Linked DNA regions of Mus musculus: all the other regions are linked to region 3. The links are chromatin contacts, called in public Hi-C and targeted proximity ligation maps. All regions are on one chromosome and are shown on one strand. The core of a region is the stretch at or near the end of the contact, and the rest is flanking DNA. Distances in the headings are between cores, read along the strand shown. Region 1 has its middle 38 kb from the start of 2010003K11Rik. Region 2 has its middle 17 kb from the start of 2010003K11Rik. Region 3 holds the start of Rbm4b (RNA binding motif protein 4B).

The links. A called contact is a pair of places that touch in the nucleus more often than the background predicts.
Region 1: a targeted proximity ligation map of bone marrow-derived macrophages shows a contact between it and region 3, with 4 times the contacts expected there. A contact is called at or near these places in 6 of 39 promoter capture datasets (the 3T3-L1 cell line, the HPC-7 cell line, hematopoietic stem and progenitor cells and 2 more) and 5 of 130 datasets of targeted methods (the 230-238 cell line, the NIH/3T3 cell line, bone marrow-derived macrophages and 2 more).
Region 2: a contact with region 3 is called in a Hi-C map of the N1E-115 cell line, with 11 times the contacts expected there. A contact is called at or near these places in 15 of 39 promoter capture datasets (the 3T3-L1 cell line, the C10 cell line, the HPC-7 cell line and 11 more), 26 of 484 Hi-C or Micro-C datasets (CD8 T cells, LSK cells, the N1E-115 cell line and 18 more), 19 of 130 datasets of targeted methods (the 230-238 cell line, the NIH/3T3 cell line, bone marrow-derived macrophages and 12 more) and 3 of 9 other capture datasets (adipose tissue, liver and macrophages).

Annotation. Positions count from the first base shown.
Region 1 is chr19:4,535,373-4,538,072 of GRCm38.p6, forward strand. It overlaps a transcript of Pcx not described here. Among named protein-coding and RNA genes, the nearest start is that of 2010003K11Rik, 38 kb to the left of the region's middle.
Region 2 is chr19:4,514,420-4,517,246 of GRCm38.p6, forward strand. It overlaps a transcript of Pcx not described here. Among named protein-coding and RNA genes, the nearest start is that of 2010003K11Rik, 17 kb to the left of the region's middle.
Region 3 is chr19:4,755,009-4,757,802 of GRCm38.p6, forward strand. It overlaps Rbm4b (RNA binding motif protein 4B), which reads left to right and starts at 1,517. Exons shown (of 4, transcript NM_025717.3): 1 at 1,517-1,653; 2 at 2,238-2,661. The coding sequence starts at 2,250. All of the region lies in intron 2 of Gm21992 (predicted gene 21992), which reads right to left.

The sequences.
Region 1 (2,700 bases), core at 84-2,583, 220 kb before region 3:
CGCCCATGGAACTGGCTTTTCCTGTGTTAGTACTATTTTCACTCTCTCTGTGTGATTTTATAGTTAGTATTGTTTCATAGAGCAGATCTCCCTGGGCCTGGTGAACGCTGTGGTAGTTCCTGTGATTGTTCACAGGCCTCAGATGCAGAGACGAAGTGATTCAGCTTTACTAGAAAGAAGCTTTCAGGGGACAAAATGACAACCGGCAGCTTAATGACTCCTAAATGGCTTCATTTTTGATTCAGGAACCAGGCCACACTTCATTCTACAAAATAAAATAAATGTTCCAATGAGCCAAACTTGGGAAATTGGTTTTATAGACAGAAAAATGGCTGAAGAGAGAAGAAACAAAAACCAAAAGCAAATTGGTAATTTTCAGTTTTTTTTTTCTTGAGGTGGGGCCTTGGGGGCAGAACAATAGAAAAATAAATGATTGCTTACCATTAGGTTCCTGAAGCTGAAGGCTGAAGGTGCCTCATTATCATACCAGTTGAAGCTGGTCTCTTTGCAGAATTTGGCTGTTAGCTTTCTAATCCCAATTGTCAGGTCTAAGGCTCAGTTTTAGCTTACTGGAACCTCAGCATGAGTGATTCTATTTTGATTGTTAGTCAGTAAGTAGTCTTTTGGGACCCAGTTCAGAAGCTTAGTTCAAAGCAGTGGTCTCTGTAAATTTTATTTAACATGCTAGAGCCAAATTTCTTTTTTTCTTGAGACAGTATCTTGGCTGGCCCCCAATTTGCCATATGATTGAGGATGTCCTGACCTCCTGATCCCCTTACCTCAGCCTTCTATTTTCTGGGAATACAGGCATGGTCTGCCATACTTGGTTAGCAGTCCTGATTTATTATTGTTTTTCAAGACAGGGCTTCTCTGTGTAGCCCTGGCTGCCCTGGAACTCTCTCTGTAGACCAGGCTGGCCTCAAACTCAGAGATCTACTTGCTTCAGCCTCTAAGTGCTGGGATTAAAAGTGTATAACACTAAGTTTGGCTCAGCCCTGATATATACATACATATACATATTTAAATTAGAGTAGATACTTTATTAGGAGAAATCTCTGGCTATAGAAGAACTATATGAAGATGGGAACGTAATTCAAAGAAAAATAGGAGATGGTTTAATTTTACCATTGTCTTTTCAACACAGTCCTGATATTTTACATAGGATTCTTAAAATATGTTTATAGGGCATTGAGGTCATCCTTATGGGATTGTTGGAAGAGATCAAATGAAATAACTCATGTGAAGTGTCACAAATTTATTCCTTGTACTACTGGAAAAGTCACACTGGTTGCTGTGTGAAAGGTCCCCGTGGGAGGAGCTACCATGGGAGTCCCTGTGGAGAGCGAGCAGGCTCTGAGTACAAGGATCTGTGGGCTGTGAGTAAGAGCACTGGGGAGCAGGCCCTTGAACTATTGTCACAGCAGGGTTGAGCAAGAAGAGGGCGGGCACCCAGTCTGTGGCACCCTGAGGGAAGACATGATGATCAAAAAGCCAGGCTTGCAAACTGGATTAGATGTCCAGGTCATCTTTAGTTACAGAATAAATTGTATGTCAGCCAGCATGAGCTACAGGAGACCCTGTCTTTAGAAAGAAAAGAGTCAAGTTTAGACCTGAAGGTGCTGGAATCCCTGAGAGGAAGAAGCTTGGGCCTTGCTTCTCTTATGTCAATGCAAAAGCACAGGTCTTACCCCAAGGAGGATAAGAGAACCTTTATTCTGGAGCAACCATGGCCCAGGGACACAGATTTATGTTACACCAGATTCTATGCTCTTTTCATGTGGAAGCAATTTTATGAAGTTTTCATAGTAACAGGCAAAGACATAAATCAAGACAGTTTTCAAATACATTGGTGGAAATGTCAGAGAGGAGCATTAAAGTAAAATGTAGACATCTAAGCTGTAGACCTCAGATGCTATCTGATGACATTCTTAGCATTAGGGGTGGTTGAAGCTAGTAGTCTGCTAAGTTAATATATCCTAGAAGGTTTTTAATCTGTTAGTCACAGGATTTTAGGTCTGACACATAGATGGATAAGAGGCTAGCCCAAGATAATTTGTGATTAGGCTCTAGATCTGCAACGTTCCAACTGGACCTTCCAATGTTCCAATGCCGCATCATTGGATTTCTAGTGTGTCAATCAGCCTTTGCAGACACAGCTTTGTACTGGCTGGTTTTGTGTGTCAACTTGACACAAACTGGAGTTATCATCGAGAAAGGAGCACCCCTTGAGGAAATGCCTCCGTGAGATCCATCTGTAAGGCATTTTCTCAATTGGTGATCAAGAGAGGATAGCACCTTTGTGGATGGTGCCATCCCTGGGCTGGTAGTCCTGGGTTCTATAAGAAAGCAAGCTGAGCAAGCCAGGGGAAGCAAGTCAGTAAGCAGCATTCCTCCATGGCTTCTGCATCAGCTCGTGCTTCTAGGTTCCTACCCTGTGTGAGTTCTTTCCTGACTTCCTTTGGTGATGAACAGCAATGCAGAAGTATAAGCTGAATAAACCCTTTCCTCCTCAACTTGCTTCTTGGTCATGATGTTTTGTGCAGGAATAGAAACCCTGACTAAGACAAACTTCTTTCCAGGAATATGAACATGGGGTTTGGGAAGCTTTTTTGTCATTCTACCACTGAGCTACATCCTAGCTCTCTAGAATTGTCCCCCACCTCCCTCATCCATCTATCTATCTATCTATCTATCATCTAT
Region 2 (2,827 bases), core at 237-2,736, 240 kb before region 3:
TTTTATTGAAGTAAATGTCCTAAACATTCTGTTTCATTTTGACATAATCTATTATGACAACTGGCTTTCTGTAGACAAGTGAGCTTGCTGGTCTGTCTCCCACTTTGCTGTGTGTGTGTTTTTTTTTTTTTTTTTTTGATCAGTGGCCTGAGTAGCTCACAAGTGGTCTTTAGAAAAGAAGTAGCCTACAGAGTATCCAAAGTAGCTATATACTCCTTGTGTGTTCCTGGGGTGGGGGTCCTTAAATATTGAGGTGTCCTCTTAAATATGGCAAGGAGGGGCCTCAGCAAGAGAGGATAAGAGGGGGGGGGTGTGAAGAGAAGATGCATGGCAGGTCACGTAGGCCTGTACTTCATTAGTGTCAAGTTGCACAGTGAGATAGGCCAGCATCTGAGAATCAGGAGTGCAGGTAGCTCTTGAAGAGTAGGTGCTGCTGCCTAGAGAAAGTACATCTGGAGCTGGAGGGAGGAGGGAGGGAAGAAAAAGCACTTTGGAGGAGACAGCCTTGTGAGTTTTGTTCTTTCATAGTGGTTCCAGTCGGGCGTTTTACTTAAATGGTTATTGCATGTTGGCCCTCATGAGAGCATGCCTGTTTCCTCTTTTAGTGCTGGGGACTGATTGAGCCTAGCGTCCCATGGATACTAGTCAACTGCTGTATCACTGAGCTATATCCCAGTCTTGTTTATATACATACCTTTATTTTATGTGTATGGGTGTTTTAACTGCATGTGTGAATGTATGTATGTATGTAGTGTTCATGCAGCCCAGGTATCATATCCCCTGGAACTAGAATTACAGAAGGTTTTGAGTGGTCATGTGCTTGTGAGAACTGTACCTGGACCCTCTGCAAGAACAAATACTTTTTTTTTTTTTACTGTTGATCCCTGTTTCTAGTCCCCTTTTACCTTTTATTTGGAGACATAGGTTTTGAATTTGTGATTCTTCTACCCCTATACAGGCTTATGTGTAACTCTAGCTACTTCTGGAGTTTGAGGCAGAAAGATCACAGATTCTAACCCTCTGTCTTTCTTCTCAGTTATTGCTATTGCCCCACATTTTATAGATGACTGGGTGGCAGAGCAGTAAGATGTGGGGTGCAGGCAGCAGGGGCATTATGACCCTTATAGAACAAGCAGTTCTGTACACTCCCGGTGTTTCTGACATTCCTGGGTTCTCTGGGGAGTGTCTGGAGAAATGAGGATAACAACCTTTTTTTTTTTCTCTTTTACTTTAGCTAACATCTACCTTCTGGAGAGCTGACAACACTAATGGTGAGTTCTGAGCCTGAGCCCAGGCCTGTCAATGGGTCACATGGGAGTTTCTTAAGATACTGTAGTCCTAATGTGCGCATGCCATCTTTTAAGTTCAGTCAGTACAAAAAGGCACAGGCTTAGCTTTTGGAAAATCTCCACTTCATCTTGATCTCTGCATTTTTCTGGGTTTTCACAGGAAGGTGACATCTGGTTCTTTGTAAGCTCCAGTTGGCAGCTGGCCAGCTGCAGCAGGAGGCCCTTTTTCTGGGAGGGTGTGTCTTGGGAAGCTGGGCAGGGGATAGTGGTGCTGACCTACAGGAAGCATCCCTTCTGTGCAGCCTTTGAGAAGACCCCAAGTTCAGAGACAGGCATTTGGCAGTGGCACTCGGCTGTTAAGAGCACTGGCTGCTGACAGCCTGGAGATGGTCAGCTGTGACATGAAAGGAGATTGTGTCATCTAATTGTAAAAAATACTTGATGCATTTCTCTGATGTCTGGCAGCCAGAGAACAAGGAGTAAAAGAATTGTCCCTTTTCCTGCCTACAGAGCATTCAGCAGCACTGTCCTCTAAAACTTGCCACTTTTGTTTTTGAGACCGTTTCTTCATGTGGTCCAGGCTGACCTGGAACCCGCTCTGTAGACCAGGCTAGCCTTGAACACAGAATGTCTCCTATTTCTGCCTCCTGAGTAAAGGCATGTACCACCATGCCCAGTAAACCTGCCACTCTTAAACACTTCTCCCTTGGGGCTTCTCTGGGTTGCAGGTCACTGGGAGATCCGTGTGTGTCTGCTCAGTCTGAGTTCTAATGCAATGGTTTGGGCCAACATCTCTCTCCAGTCCAGTCTCTCTCCAGTTTGTAAGAAGAGATACTCTTTCCCTCTCTCTGAGCTGCTCTCCCTGCTTCACAGCTAGGGACCCTGGGGACTTTGTTGTTGTTTCTCCAGAGCACATGTTTATTGTGGGGTAGAGATTTCTTTGTACAGGGATTTTTCTTGTTGTTTTTTTTTTTTTTTTTTTAACTAATTGTGCAAAGAATTTTCTCAGGATGCTCTTCTTGACCCATGAGTTCCTGTTCTCTCTCTCTCTCTCTCTCTCTCTCTCTCTCTCTCTCTCTCTCTCTCTCTCTGTCAAGGTCTTTTATGTGTATGGGTGTTTTGCCTATGCACCACATGCATTACAGTACCTGAGGAGTCCAGAAGAAGGTGAAGGTGCTTTCTGGAACTAGTTACAGATGGTTGTGTGTGGGTATTGGGAACCAAACGTGAGTCCTCTGGAAGAGCATCCAGTGCTCTTAGCTGCTGACCCATTTCTCCAGTCTAGAGTTGGTTACTTTTGAGATCTTCCACATTCCTCTTGTCTTTCTTGTCTTAGGTCAGTAGTAGGTGTCTTTAACTCTACCACACATTCTCCTTACAAAGTCCATGGCGAAAAAGCTGATGGCCTATCCACCATTCACTTATGTTTTCTGGCTCTGTGTACTAATTATTAGTATAGGGCCAAGGTACGGAAGAAGATAAAGCCCACAGAAGGTTCATGAGCAGAATCCAGGATGCTGATGCTGTTGCTTTTTAAG
Region 3 (2,794 bases), core at 267-2,766:
GAAAAGCCATGTCTAAAAGAGGCAGGGAGGGAGAAAGGGGGTGAAATGAAATTGTATAGAAAAATGGGAACTGGGCTGGTGAGATGGCTCAGTGGGTAAGAGCACCGGACTGCTCTTCCGAAGGTCAGGAGTTCAAATCTCAGCAACCACATGGTGGCTCATAACCATCCATAGCGAGATCTGACTCTCTCTTCTGAAGTGTCTGAGGACAGCTACAGTGTACTTACATATAATAAATAAATAAATAAATCTTAAAAAAGAAAAAAATGGGAACTGTTAGTAGAGCATTAGTTGTGGAGCCCCCACAAATTTGGGAAGAGATCCCAAAATACAATGTACAAGGTTAGGTGATAGCAGATCCCGAGGAGGTTCCAGGACAGCCAAGACTGCCAGAAAACCCCATCTCGAAAAACAAACCAAAAAAAATTAATTTTAAAAATGTGTAATTACAATTAGACAATGCCTTCTGAAATGAGTGGGAAACATGGATTTGGTAAAGAAATGTTTCCAAGTAGCTTGGGTGCAGGAAGTCAACTCGGGGAACTGATCTCTATACTATTGGAGGAGCTGGTGTTGGAACTACCACAATGGGGAATTGTTTTGACAACAATGGGGATGGTCTAACAACCATCCCGGTGCCTCTTCTAGGAGATGAATTCAATCCCTCAATGTCTGTAAGCCCGCTGCTTTGTGATAGTGATCCACCAAGCTGGTACCCTGCTTGCCACCAGGAGGTGCCCTTGGACCGCAACAGAGAGTCTGGAGCCTGACAATTGCCTGTGCCTCAGGCAGCTTGGGACGGATGCGGAACCCTTGTCACTCATTCCCCAAACCTGGATTCTCCCTGGACCTCTGGACAACGTATTCCTTGGTAATGCTCACCACATTTCAGGAACCAGGATAGACAGATACTACGAGGGAAAGCCAGCCCACGTATATTCATGAATAAACATGACAAAGTATAGTTTGGATAGAGAAATGCCTCCCTCAGACCTAACCTAGTTCTAACCCAGATTATCTTTCTACTCCACTCTCAGTCTCAGCTTCTTCACCAATGAACAACACTATTGCAGTGAAAATTAAATTGTTTTACGGGAATTCTTACCCCTTCCTACCCAAACAAGGGAGAGATTAGGTTAAGATGTGGTAGTGCCTGGGTTTCTGAAGTATCGCTCTCAGCAGCCAGAGGTTGAGAAAACCCCCTTCTAGCGGGCCCAGTGACACAACCCTTTGTCATCAGCCCCCTCGACAGTGCGCCCAATACCACGATCCATTGTGATGCTTAGAGACTCCCCCGGGCCTTACGGTTTTGCCAAGGCAATGGTTGCTTCCTGAGCCCCCTTGACGCGCAAGCCGCGACCCACTCCCAAGGCGGTGATTGGCTAGCCCGGGCTGGGGGCGGGCTGACCTTCGCTCCGCAGTGCCGTCACCACATGACCCCGCCCCCGCACGGGGGGCGGACAGTTGTGTGCGGCCGCAGGATTGGTCGCCCCGCTCCTGCGAGGGGGAGGGGAGGCAGGCAGCGCGCACTCGCGCGTGCGTGAGCTGGCGCGCGAGAAAGCGCCCGGTCGCGCCGAGGCTCGAGCGGCCGTCGCCATTTTGTAGGGTTCTCTCTGACGCGGGACCCGCCGCCACCGCCGGCACCACCCGGAGGTAGGAGAGGATGCTGTGGGTGTGTGGGAAGCCCTGGAGCGGACTGGGCCGGACCTCGGAGGGCCGGGAAGGCTCGGGTTTGGGGCCACTCATCTTCTGAGGAAGGTCCCGGGAAGACAAGGAAAGGAGGCGGGGCCGGGTCTCCGGAGGGGGCGGGGCAGGGGTCGGGCCGAGTCTTTGTTGGGATGTTGCAGCGGAGGTTGGGCCGCTGAGGATAGGGGTCCAGTGTTGGGTGAAAGAGGGCTTTCGTTCTTGGAGTATGGTGGGAGGGGATACCGCGCTGTGGAGAGGTACACAGATTTCCCTCCAAAAACCCGTAACTAGGGACATTCAGATACTTCATGCCTTCCACTTGTCTTTCATCCCTGTGCTAAACCGTGAAGGAGCTAACCTTGTAGAGTCAATGTGCCTGACCTCACGGATATATATCTTAGACCTTGTTGTGCATTCTGACCCCCGACCTTCTGTTGGCATTGTCACACAGCAGTTCCTCTCTCAAAAAGAACTGTGAGGGTCGGGGTGTGCTGTAGTGTCAGTTTCTCACTTCACACCTGACTTTTAAAATCTTGTTTCTTCTCTGCCAGGCTCTTGTCAGGATGGTGAAGCTGTTCATTGGAAATCTGCCCCGGGAGGCCACAGAGCAGGAGATCCGCTCACTCTTCGAGCAGTACGGGAAGGTGCTGGAATGTGACATCATTAAGAATTATGGCTTTGTGCACATAGAGGACAAGACGGCCGCTGAGGATGCCATACGCAACCTGCACCACTACAAGCTGCACGGAGTGAACATCAATGTGGAAGCCAGCAAGAATAAGAGCAAAGCTTCAACCAAGTTACACGTGGGCAACATCAGCCCCACTTGTACCAACCAAGAGCTTCGGGCCAAGTTTGAGGAGTACGGCCCAGTCATCGAATGTGACATCGTGAAAGATTATGCCTTTGTACACATGGAGCGGGCAGAGGATGCGGTGGAGGCCATCAGGGGCCTCGACAACACAGAGTTTCAAGGTGAACTGTTCTGGGGATTGGGTGGCAGACCTTCGTGGAGTCTCTAGCTCAAGGCAGAGGGAAGAACACAAGACCACAGGGCTTCAAGAGTGGCTTCTGCCATTCTTTTAAATGCAAAGAACAGGTTATGTTT